Regions from separate parts of the Triticum aestivum genome. Here region 1 is linked to region 2. The links are chromatin contacts, called in public Hi-C maps. All regions are on one chromosome and are shown on one strand. The core of a region is the stretch at or near the end of the contact, and the rest is flanking DNA. Distances in the headings are between cores, read along the strand shown.

Region 1 (6,924 bases), core at 2,581-5,080, 420 kb after region 2:
CTTAGGGGGGGCCTTCGCGGAGATGATGACACAAAATGGATGGTCGGTTCCAATGCTTGCTTGGTCGACGGAGTCGAAGCTGACTAGTCGCTGACCGGGTGGTCGATTGTTTGGCATAGGCCAGCATGGATCTCAACACCTATTTGTGGCGAGGGCTACGTTGATGGTCGAGTCGTACTCGCTAGCTCGCAGAGGAGTAATGGTGGCATTGGATGCCATGCTCGACGAGGTTGTTCCACTTGACAGCGTGTGCATATTTGTGTGGGTAGCTAGGTGCCTAGGTTGGCCGAGGTGCCCCGACTTTGCGGACATGTTGTCACCGTATTATTATTATTTTGCTATTTTTCAAACAAAAACGTTGATGGAAAACTTCCCATAAAAGGAGATTTTTGTGGTGCAAGCTCGTCCGGTAGAAGAAGAAAGAAAAAGCTACAGTAAGAAAGCTACTGCGCCGTGAAGACCAGGGCTGATGAAGAACTCGCTATGAGACAACGCCGCTTCCATTACCTACTATACCCTCACGACAGTGCGCTCGAGACCAGGCCAGGTCACCCATCCCACTCATCCCTCTGTGGACCAGGACATCCATGTGGAATTCTAGGAGCATGGTGGGGCCGCACGAGGCCACCAAGTGTGAAGTGCACGGCCAGAGACAGAAGAGAGTGAGGTGATTTCTTGCTCCGCATGCAAACGATGCGACGACACCGTCGACGAGTCCTCCAGATGGCTTGCACGGAAAATAGAGCGAAAGGCGATTTCTTGTCTAGTTCTCTCCTCCGTAACGCGTGGCGTGGAGGTCTACGAGGGAGCGAGTGACACCACCAGCGTTTTGCCGGGTTCCCTGCAGAATACATGCAGCGCCATCGGTCGCCCGTGTCTTTTCCCGCGCGTCAGTTTTGGCCTTGACCAAGTTAGTTAGTTAGCTGGCGGTATGCGTGTGGATTAACGGCCCTACCGCAGGTATCGCGAGCGAGAACAAAGCCCCAAATTTCCTGCGTTTTTGGGCGGTTTCTGCAACCGGGGGCGGGAGAAAAAAAATATGTCTGGTCTGGCGCGCACGCTCCTCGCATCATCAGCAGCAAATTAAAAGGTGTACGCATAATCGAATCCAGCAGAGCAGATAGATGGCCAGCCAGAGGATATAGCGCCGGCCGTATACTGATCTCAGCACGCATCGGGCGCCATGTGCCTGGCCATCGATCGCTTTGCAGCACCGGGATCCTGAGGCGTACGTCCGTACGTCCATGCCAGGCGTCCGATTCCTCGCTGGTGCGGTGTGGCTGTGGCAGGGACAGGGTCAGACTGCCAGGGGACGCCGGATAGCCAGCCTCACCGGCTTGTCGACGCGATCGTAATAATTCGTAATTGAGACGAGATTGATGGTGACAGGGCGAGGATTGACGAGACTCCGATAAAGCACCACTTCCTACTAATCCGAGACAAAGGAGACGGCTAGCTTCCTTCCCTTTTCCTCCGTAAAAACTACGCCTACCACCGAGAAAGGATCAAGTCGTGCCTTGCTAGTTAAGCGTACGTAGAGTAGAGAGGTCGCCGGCTGGTTCAAACCCTACCGGGTCGGGTCAGGGAGCAGTTGTGCGATCAGAGGCTTTTCCTCTGTTTAGCGGCAGCACGGCTCAAGTTTTTCCGGAAAGGAAACCGAATAATCCTAAAGCGGGGCGAGCGCGATGTGGACAGGAAAAGCAAAGCCCCGGCTTAATTAGCAAAACCCCGCGGCTTTCAGGCGGGAAAGTCCCCCAGCGGATCGATCCAGATGCTCGGCCATGTGAGTGAGCGCAGGGCGCCCTCGCTGATCCCCGGCCACCATCATTGCGGGAACCTGATCTACTGACTGGCTCACTCCAAGCTAACAAGTGGACTTGTTAGTCGTTGATGATGAACAGCGACGTGTGTTGGAGCTATGTATCTGTTGATGGATCTCAGTCCACTCATCACCGTCTGATGGGTGGATCGCAGGTGGAGTGTATGAAACAGGTTTGATTTTTTGCATCTGAGCGCGCTTAATGCCTGCTCGAGCTAGGCATGGGACAGAGGTGTGGATCCTACATGGCTTCTTTTGGGGAGCAGGAAAGTGTTTCAGCCATGTGAGACATTAATTCCCCTTTCTTAAGCAAACAACCGTCTAGTGTTTGTCGTCGTGGGAGTGAAAAAAAAGGGTACTGTTACGAATACTCCTACTTGGCAGCGCAGGACTGTTCGTGGCTAGGCGTACTGATTTCAGCGAGGAGGGGAACATGCACGGTCATAGGCTAGCCCTTGGTAGCACGGCTCAACCACCAGCACCAACTTAATTTGATGAAAGCGAATTCTTCTAGTACCAATAGTAAATGATGAATGAACAGGTAGTAAAAAAATTGAGTGTGGACGTACCTTGGAGGCGAGGACCTGGAGGCCGGCATACTTGACGTCCCAGCTGAACTCGGTCATGGCCCAGCCGACGCCGCCGAAGCAGTCGGCCTTGTCGACGGCGTAGCGCAGGAACTCCTCCTTCCCGGTGGCGCGGTGCAGCCAGAAGGCCGCCCACAGCAGCTCGTCCCGGTACCCGCTCACCGACGCGTAGAAGCCCCGCACCTCCGTGATGCTCATGTCGTAGTTGCCCCTGTATCTGTCCCCGAACTCGAACAGCTGCACGCACAGTCGCAGTCAGAATCAGATACAGGTGGCTTGTCCCGCACCGGTGATGTGTTACCACGTAGAGACACGTACCTGTTGTGCGTGGTGGAGGAGGATGTGGGAGTAATGCGGGTTGGAGGCGCGGAAGACGATGGAGGCGGCGGCGAGCGCCGCGGCGGTCTCGGCGACGAGGTCGGAGCCGGGGTTGTCTTTGTCCACGCGGTACGCCTTCCGCGACGTCGTCATGTCCTCCGGCCGCTGCCAGCAGTAGTGGTCCGTGTCGCCGTCCCCCACCTGCGGGTCCCATCCCGTCAGACATCGTCCGCCATCAAGGCCATCATTCGCATCGCAGCAGTAAATTAATGGCGGTCGCCTTGGGCATCCGCTTTTCCCGTGTCGTCTCGAAGCGGTCGCGCGGGCGATCGGACGGACGACGGTCGTGGCGGTAAAAAAAGAAGGAAAATGCGCAACGTGCGTGCGTACCTCGGCCCAGTAGACGAAGGGCTCGGTGTGCGCCTTGATGAAGTAGTCGGTGCCCCACTTGATGGCCTCCAGCGTGTGGTGCCACTCGCCGGCGGCGGCGATTTCGTCGCCGAACTCGATGGCGCCCCAGGAGAGCATGGTGACGGTGAAGGCCATGGGCAGGCCGAACTTGACGTGGTCGCCGGCGTCGTAGTACCCGCCCACCAGGTCCACGCCCTGCTGCAGCCCGTCGGTGATCCCCGAATGCCCCCGCCACCTCACGCGCTGGTTGTACGGCAGCCGCCCGGAGCGCTGCGCCTCGAAGTAGAGCAGGCTCTTGGACAGCGCCTCTCGGTAATCCGGCTCCGCGTCGGCGGTCACCGCGGCGGCATCGCACCCGAGGGACAGCGCCAGGACGGCCGCCTGCAGGAGCACCAGCGCGGCGGCGGTGGCGACGACGGGGCTACCAGCTGCCCGCCGGACGCGGCCCCGGCTCATGGCACGCACGCGCGCGCGCGCCGACGCACGGCAGCAGTCACCACTCACCAGCGCGTCGGTCTCTCGCCTCCCAAAGCCCGCGATCAAGGACCTTGTGTTTAGCCGGAGTGTTTGCTTGCTGCCCCGGTTTCCAGTGGAGACCCTTTCTTTCCTTTCTATCTCTCTTTTATCTCTATCTTTGAAAGTGTCTGACTGTCTGATCCCGTGCTGGGGTGTAAGCAACTGACGCTATTGTGCGCGTGTAAGCACGCAAGCAAGGGAGGCCAGTGTCAAAGTCTTTCCAGGTGCGCGAGAGATGACGGGCGGGTCCCGCGCACGTAGTACGTACCACCGCCGTCTACACGGCGTGGCCGTGGCGTTGGCGTCCCCCCCGCGACACGTACGCGCGCGACCGGTGCACCGATTTACGTGTCCACGGCGGCCCCGCGCGCGGCCAAATGGGTGCCGACTGACGAGACGCTTCGCCGGTGGCCGCGCGCTGCGTTGCGTAGAGCGCTCGGCCTCGGCCTCGGCGGGGGTGGGGGATGGAGATCGGAGGTCAGTGGTTGGACGGACCTGATCACCGCTCCTGCAGCTTGATTGTGGGTGAGCGACATTAATACTGGCTTGCTAAGTGGGGGAGGGGATTATTGCCCGGCCGTGCAGGGGCAGGCAGGCAGGCAGGCATCGAGTGAACACAGGGCGTGCTCCGAGCCCACGCTCCACGCTGGTTACCGGCAGGCCACGCGTACCCAACGCCCACCGGGCTTCATTCAATGGCGCAGCCGGGCTGGGGCGAGTATAAACAAATGTCGGTAGTACGTTGGTAGGGCATGACAGGCAGTGCGGCCTGGCATGGGCGGGGCGGCGCGGCGCGTGCGTACACGTACGTGCTGGACTGCCGCGGCCACGGACAGATCGGATGAGCTGGGCTCTCGACGTGCGTGCGTGCCTGCGGAGGACCGTGGTGACTACGGTATACGCGTATGAAGCTCCGGTAAGAAAAAGAGGAAGTCGTAATAGTGCGCATTGGCTGGCAATGGCATGGCGCGACCGACGGAGCGAGGGTGCTCCGCTCGGGCGCCGACGAGCGGATGCGGACGAGATAATTGCGTATGGAGCAGAAGCCACTATTAATCACGACGTGCACGTGTCGGTATCCACTAGCCATGGCGGGAATCGAACTGGCAAGCAAGCGAGCCAAAGGTGACATCGCGCGGCGTGGACGCGTCAGTCGATGCCGACGGCGCTCTCGCGAACTGCGGGATGTCACTACGTGCCCGCCGATCCGCCGGTCGCCGGTGACCATGCACGTCCCAGTCTCGACCCACTCACGCGACACCTGATTTGGGCGCAATAATCACGGGATCCATGGCACACGCGTGATGGTTTTACGGCCTAATTGACTCGGTTCGCCGGCCGGCCGCCGGCGCCGCTCGTTACGTGTCGTCGGCGCGGAACCTTTGCACGGTCTGGACAGCATTTGGCATGCACGTTCTTGAGGCCGCCTATGTGCCGAGCCCCGCGCTTCCCATTTTTCCCGGGCGCTTTCAAAGCGCGCACTGTGACCAGTCGCGGGCACCCTACGGAATTTTGCCGGGAGATAAATATATTTATGGTCACTCAATTTGAGTCTGAAGCACGCTACGATCACTGTACTTCAGAATACGCTCGTTACGGTCATTATATACGTTCTGCAGTGATTATACAGTCACTGGATCACCGTATAGCACCGTATTTGATCTGTTGACCGGTCAACGTGGCATCTAGTACAGCCGCGGCATTGCATTCTTTTTCTGACTTGTAGGTCCCGCCTGTAAGTGGAGGAAGAAAGAATAAAATATATAATGGGCAAAACGCGAGAACGGGGAATCAAACCTGCGATCACTTGGCGGCAAGTCTCGCGCATCAACCTACTGAGCTAACAACAATGCGCGTTATGTAAGGGAACCACAACTTTGTTATTATAACGAACACATACATTTCGCATTTCTCATGTGCGAGCTCGCCCAGATATGGGCCGACCCATTTCATGTTTTCACGCTTTTCTTCAACCGCCTTTTCTTTTTATATATTTTGTCGTTCGATTTTATTTTTATATTCTTGTTTATCTCATTATTTTTTCAATATTAAAATTCTAAATATTTTTTGAAATTTCAGGAATATCTTTTGACATTTTCTATTATTTTTAAATTCGCGTCCAATACGTGCACATGTATTCCTGTTTGAAAGTTGGAAATATTTTTGTGCAATTCGTGCACAATTTGTGTGCATGTGTTCCTGGTTTTGAATTTTGCTCCTATTTTGGGAACAAAATTTTAGATTCACAAGCAATTTCGAATTCAAGAACTTTTTTTTTGGAAAAATAATTGACAACCGCACGGCACAAATAAAACACAGACAAAAAACACTAACACGCATACACTCACAGAGCTATATAGCATAAACGAAAAAACACAATTTAACAAATAACACAGACACAACACGTCGTACGACTATAATATGCTTGACAGTCGTATGTGCAACACAAGCTAGCGTCGGTCGAGTTGGTTTCTGAGCGATTTCCGTAATCCCGAGGTCTCAGGTTCTATTCCTCTCCAGCACACAAAATTTTCATTTTATTTATTTCTTCTATTTGACTGGCATGTGGGACCCGTATGGCAGAGAGAAAACAACAGTCAACAGATTGCCACATTGACCGGAGTTGACCGGTCAACAGATCAAAATACACAGCTATACGAAAAACCAGTGACCGTATAATCAACGTAAAACGTATATGATGACCGTAACGAGCGTATTCTAAAGTACAGTGACCGTAGTGTGCTTCGGACTCAACTTTAATGACCGTGAGTGTATTTATCTCTTTTGCCGGGTTTAGCGTGACACGTCGGGGGAGGGTGATCATTGCCGATCGGTGCGACGGAGACAGAGCCCATTAACCATCACGTAGTACTCCCTCCTTTTCGGTTTATAGGGTTTATCTCAAAATTTTAGTTTTTCCATTTTATAAGACTTAATTTGATTGTTTTCCATCACATATTCAGATTCCAAGATGCATTAAATCATTGCATGCAACCAACTGCGCCAGATGGTGATAACCACATGTCCGTGATTAGCTAGTTTCAACGACCAACTGCGCGAGATTTCTGTTTCAGAGGCGTGGTTACTTTTGTCCTCTGAGGACAGTGTGGACAATTATCAGGATTCGCTGATAATGTGGACAATCATCAGGATTTCAACCGGCCTGCCAGACAGATGCCGCGTAACGTGTCTATATCCCGGGAAAACTTTCATAACTAAAAATCCACAACCTTCGGTTTATCTTTTTGAACATCCGTACAGACACAAGCGCTT
Region 2 (6,080 bases), core at 2,692-5,191:
CCGGTTTTGACACCAACACCGATGGCCCGCGCGAAGGGGCTTTGCACAGGGCAGGCGCAACACGCGGCGGGGATCGAGCGCACAAATCAAGGAGTCACGCCCCCTCTTTCCCACAAACGCACGACGCTACCGCTTCTGCGCGTGAACACGCGAATTCAAATCCCGAGATTTCTGAGACAAATCAATTCGATTGATCACATGCAGTTCCTTTCCTTTGGGACACACATCAGACTGAATGATCACCCTCCGCGGGGACCCGTGCACTCAGCCACGTTAAACACCTGACTGAAGTCTTCTTTAGGATCGTTACGTGACGAGCTTGACGCCCTCTGCGTGTTCACTTGGCCCTCTCAGTAGGCTCCAAGGCGCATGACTCGTAAACCTGGACTCGTAGCATGCATGCGCTAGCATTCCCCTAGGATATGGAATGCCATCTCTCCGGAGAGTCAGACCACGCGCCGACATCACCACTCGGGTTATAATGGCATGCCCGCACTCGGGCCACTAGTCTATCTCCTCCAAGAGACAAAACAAATGCAACCGGGTTTTTCTCGACGATCAACAATACCCGGTCATCTGGGTAAACCTGAAGCCCAAAATCTGTTGTGTTTTCTCCCAAGGAACAACAAACCATGATTCAGAAACATATTCCAAGTGCCCCAGCAACACTCAGACTCAACCGAGGGATCGATTTATTTGTCCTACGCAACCAATTCGGGGGCTAATGATGTGGTCACCTATTACGTGTAGGGTCAAGGACCCATCATTCGGGACCCACATGGGGCCCATCACCATCATAGGTAGGTCCCTGGACCACGCCAACATTCGGATGCATACATCAACAACCCCACTCAGACAGCTCAACGACACTCGGACGACCACACGTCACTCGACTGATGGATCATCACTCAGCATAGAAGGCAGGAGGACATCGTGGGAGCTACAATGGTCGAGGATCCCAAGTCATCCATAGTGAGTCATAGCTACCATTACCTATAACTGTTGTAGTATAGGCTCATTATACTAGTAACTGACTCATTCAATGTCATTAATTGCCTCGGCGGCGTGGGGGACATGGGTTGCAGCGCACTCTATATAAGCCGCACCCTTCTCCGTAACTAAGTAGCGAGCAACCTTTCTAATGATACCTATCATATCAAAGCAAGCCTTAGGGCACGAGACGTAGGGCTTTGACCTCCACCGAGTGAGGGGCCTGAACTAATTAAACACCGAGTGTTACACCTACGCCGTAGCTAGGCTATGCCTCTTATTCGTACCCCTAGTCTCATTGTCAGGATCATAACCCTGGCAGTAATAGTAGTATATTTAGTAAGATTAACAGTCTACTTGTCTCGGATGTAATGCATATGTATTGATCATGCCATGAATATTGTCATAACTATGCATTTTTTCTATCAATTGCCCAACACCAATTTGTTTACCCACCGTTATTATGCTCATGAGAGAGATGCCTCTAGTGAACGTTATGCCCCCGGGTCTTTTCACTTTATATTTACTAAAACCCTAATTACTTGCTGCAATTTATTTAATTTTGTAATTTATCTATCTATCACTACTAGAATTAATCCTTACAATTAACGAGTACAAGGGGATTGACAACTCTCTTGTCCGTGTTGGGTGCAAGTATTTGTTGTGTGTGTGTGTGCATATATTGTTGACGTTTGTTTGCGTGAGTCTCCTACTGGTTTGATAAATCTTGGTTCTTAAATGAGGGAAATACTATGTACTACTATACTACATCACCTTTCCTCTTCGGGGAAATCCCAACGCCTATCACAAGTAGCAGCGACGAGAATGCCACGGGAGGTATGGGTGACGACATGGCAACTCCATATAGACGGCTCTTTATTGTACTATTAACCATGCTCTTAGGTTGTGCATCACGACCAAGACACAGGAAAAAAATGAGAGACCTTAATGTTTATTTATTAATCAGTATCATTGCATGCAATGAACTGACCATTGTATGCCGTGCCCGGTAGTCTCAAGTCATTAAAAGCATGCACGCCCCACGTCTCTTATTGGTTGATTCTTTATTCATGTAAAAAACAAGAAACGGGGTAAGAGTTAATGTACCATGTCTAAACATTCTGGGATTATTTGATTTTTGTAATGCACGTAATACACCGGCACGAAGGCAGTAGTAACATAGACTAGACTACTGCCGTATGCATGACAGTAGTCTAAGTTACGCCCCACTATGACAAGCCTTAAGCAAAAACAAAAGACAAGCCTTAAGGGCATCACCAAGGCGGACCAACAAACCTCCCGTAACCGTCCAGACCGCGTTGTCCGGACCGCGGAAGCCACCATCCAATGCCGGCCTGTATCGGTCCGCGGTGCGGTTCGGACGCCTTTTCTCCCGCGTATTGGAGACAAAAGTGTGGGAGGTTTGCGGGAGTCCGGACACCCGAAACGTAGGACTCCGACACCCCCGGCCCACCTAATCCCCCTTTCGGTCCCATTTCCTTCCACTCTGTCCCTCCCCTCTTGCTTTGCATCGGTACCCTCCACCTCCGCCGCTGCCGCTGTTCATCTCCAGCCGCCACAGAGGCATTGCCCGAACGTCCGCAAGCAACACCGATGCGCCCCACTCGCCGTTCCGACGGAGCTTCCCACCCTAGAGCCATTTGTACCCAGGTATGCTCCGTCCCTGTCAACGACCTCCATGGAGGACACCACGCCCAACAGGTGTCCGGTCAAATGCCATTGAGCTTATTTTTCAGATGCTCTGTCATTTTTTAGAGTACGAAGGTTGATGAGCTACTCGACCATGGAGGATGAGTTGTGCGATGCGTGGCTGGCCATATCCGCGGATTTCATAGGCAGGAGCAGAAGGGAGCCCTTCTGGGAGCAAGTGCATGTAAAGTTTCACGCATGAAAGCACATTGCGCCCTACGACACGTACATCATTCAACGACGCAACGTGAGGTTGTTGTTGTATCGCTGGCGCGCTATCCAGGTCGGCGCCATCACGTTTTGCAATTTGGTGGCCATTGCACGCGGACATGGAGGAGATGGTAAGTTTTACTCTCTCTTGCTCAACTTGTTGATTGATTCATACACTCAATATCGGTCTACACATTATATGTAGCCCGCACACGCCGCCGTGGTGTACCACGTGATAGAGAGACGGCCATTTACGTGCGCATACTGTTGGATGAAGTCGAAGGGGGAGTGTGGAACGACATGATCCGTTGATGAAAAACTTGCCGGACATCCGGGATCTAGTCGAATTAGGGACATTGTTGTACTAGACTTGATGTGCATGATATGTATGAATGATTTGTGCTATTTCTATCCGAACATTGATGAATATCAACCGCTTTTCATCAATTTCATCCGGTTAGTTAAAATGCGGTTCAAAATATATGCCACCACGGTTGTATGGTGTCGTTCCGCATCCGTGTTCGTGAAGCGGTCCCTCTGTCCGCGGACGGATGGGAGAGCATTTTTGTGGTTCCCGTTGAAGATGCTCTGAGCCAAACAGGAATCGTTCCCTGATTGCGAACATGTCTGGTCATCCGGGCACAATGCTTTGGACGCTGCTGTAACCTGGTACTTCCGTCAAAAGCAGAAAACGTGTCAAGGTCTTAGCTGTAACAATACGGGGCCTGGCCGGCCTATACTCTGTACAAAAAAGATCCGTTGGACCTTTCTACCGCTCGAAAGTTGTGCGGCACGCCTCACAAGTCACGACTTGGCACGACCTGTCACGCCCGTCAACGTCACTCAGGCCCATTCCGTAGCGAACGAACCTTCGTTTCGCACCTGTAATTACGTTTTTATGCACACAAAAATATACAGCAGGTAATAAACGACAGTACAACATTTACCGTACATTCCCCACACAAGAAAACCTTTCGCAGCTAGTAAATCCAACCAGCCCACCCGTCAGTCACGAGATGCGACCAACCCACCGGAAACCGAATCAAAAACCAGCAGCGGCCGCAGCAGGGAGGAGCGAGCCTCGTATCGGGCCGCCCCGTACGCGCGTTCCACGTGGTCGCTACTCCCTCCGCCCCTCACTCCCCTCCGACGAAAACACCTGCGGGCTGCGGCCCTGCCCGCCCCGGCCAGATTGCGCCCGACGGATAGAGGTAGCTATTAAATCCGGGAGATCGGATTGGAAGCAAAATCGAATCCCCGAATCTGGGTTGCTCGCCCTGATCGGCCGTGGGTTCGCGCGGCGTCGTCGGCGGCGGCGGCCATGGGGGCGATTGGTTGCCGTCGGGCCGGGGGGCCCGTGGGCTGGCAGTACGTCTTCGAGGATGAGGAGGACGAGCGCGAGGACGAGGACGCGCCGCTCGTGGAGGAGGAGGGGGCGGACGAGGACTGGGGGGTCGAGATGGAGAGGAGGGGGACGAAGAGGAAGGGGCCGCGCTCGTCGCGGCCGCGCAAGACGCGGCGCGTCGCCACGCTCTGCGTCTCGCCGGCGTCGTCCGACTCCGGGTCCCCGTCGTCGAGCGCCGTGCCCAAGCGGCGGCGCGTCGCCACGCTCCGCCGCGTCTCGCCGGCGTCGTCCGACTCCGGGTCCCCGTCGTCGAGCGCCGTGCCCAAGCGGCGGCGCGTCGCCACGCTCCGCGCCTCGCCGGCGTCGTCCGACTCCGGGTCCCCGTCGTGGAGCGCCGTGCCCAAGAGGCGGCGCAGCGGAAACGGGGCCAAGAGGGGCCGCCCCGTCGCCGTGCCCGCGGAAACGGCTGCGCCCGCAGCAGAGGAGGCGACGCCGAGCACCAGCGCCGCGGGCCGCACCAAGGGGAGGAGGTCGTGCCACCAATGCAAGGGGGCGATGAAGCAGCAGATGACCAAGTGTAAGCGATGCCGCGAGAAGATCTACTGCGGCCACTGCATCGAGGATATGTACATCTCTCTTCTCACCCCGCTTGTAATGTTCGGTTATTAGCACGAATGAACATCCGAGTTACCAGTGAGGCCTGTGGGTTTGCAGGTACCCGGCGTTGTCGTTGGCCGAGGTTAGAGCCGGGTGCCCGTCCTGCCGTGGAATCTGCAATTGTAAACGGTGCACTGCCAAGGAGCAGGGTGAACCCAAGGTGATGATCTTGTGGCTTGCTGAGTTATTTCCGATAGTGCAAACGCATCAGCAGTTCAGCATGATATCAGCACTAGAGATTTCTAGGTTACATTCATAAGATTTCTTGTTTTAAAATAACTGTTCTCCGTTGCGACAAACTGACAATGCTGTGACTTGTAGTACAAATGGTTGTTATATTGTGACATGGAAATCTAGTTATCGAGTGTTTGCAGTGTTTGACGTACTTACAGTTTTGTGAAACCATAACAGTTGTAACAAAAAAATCGACGCCATATGTGTAGGTCTAAAAATATGCATTTTTTCCACCTGTAGAGTTCAGTTTCGAGGAAACGCAACGGCAGTAGATCAGTAACGAAGAGAAAGAAGGCTAACACCTCAGGTGTAAAGTCAACCAGGGCTCGTAATGAGGTGGCACAGACTGAAGCAAATGACAACTCCTTCCTAAGATCCAATGAGATTAATAGCACATCTGTCATATTAGACAAGGTAGATACGTTGGATGCAAGACCTGATGAGATTGCTCGGGAAACTAAAGTAAAACATGCTAGATATCTGTTGCACTATCTGGTGCCTTGTTTGAGTGACCTGAACAGGGATCAGATGGTTGAGAGAAAAATAGAGGCCGAAATTCAAGGTAAACTAGATTCTGCAGAACATGTAGAAACTAAATAGAGTGGTGCCTTGCAACTAATTGTTACTTACCCTGTTTTCTGCCAAACAGGATTGGAATTGTCTGAACTGAGTGTTGAACAGGCTGACTGCTGGAATGATGAGAGGATGTTCTGGTACTGAGTGCTCCATTCATTCAACTTTGGATTTTTTCCCCACTTCCTGTTGTTATTTTATACTTTGTAGTTATGATTTCATTTCTATTTCATCCAGTGACAATTGCAGAACTTCGATCTTTGATCTGCATAGAAGCTGTCCAAACTGCTCATATGAATTATGCATTGCGTGCTGTAAGGAGCTTCGTGAAAATAATCTAGAGGGCTCTTGTCGGGAAGAG

What was found. Hi-C and Micro-C count contacts between places; a contact is called where the count stands out from the background.
Region 1: a contact with region 2 is called in a Hi-C map of leaf, with 5 times the contacts expected there. The contact joins the promoter of LOC123111894 here to the promoter of LOC123111890 in region 2. A contact is called at or near these places in 2 of 5 Hi-C or Micro-C datasets (both in leaf).

What each region holds. Positions count from the first base shown.
Region 1 is chr5B:366,744,368-366,751,291 of IWGSC CS RefSeq v2.1, forward strand. It overlaps LOC123111894 (endoglucanase 22), which reads right to left and starts at 3,831. Exons shown (of 4, transcript XM_044532772.1): 1 at 3,115-3,831; 2 at 2,725-2,925; 3 at 2,389-2,643. The coding sequence starts at 3,591.
Region 2 is chr5B:366,326,254-366,332,333 of IWGSC CS RefSeq v2.1, forward strand. It overlaps LOC123111890 (lysine-specific demethylase JMJ25), which reads left to right and starts at 3,942. Exons shown (of 12, transcript XM_044532767.1): 1 at 3,942-4,881; 2 at 4,970-5,072; 3 at 5,387-5,708; 4 at 5,796-5,859; 5 at 5,957-6,080. The coding sequence starts at 4,232.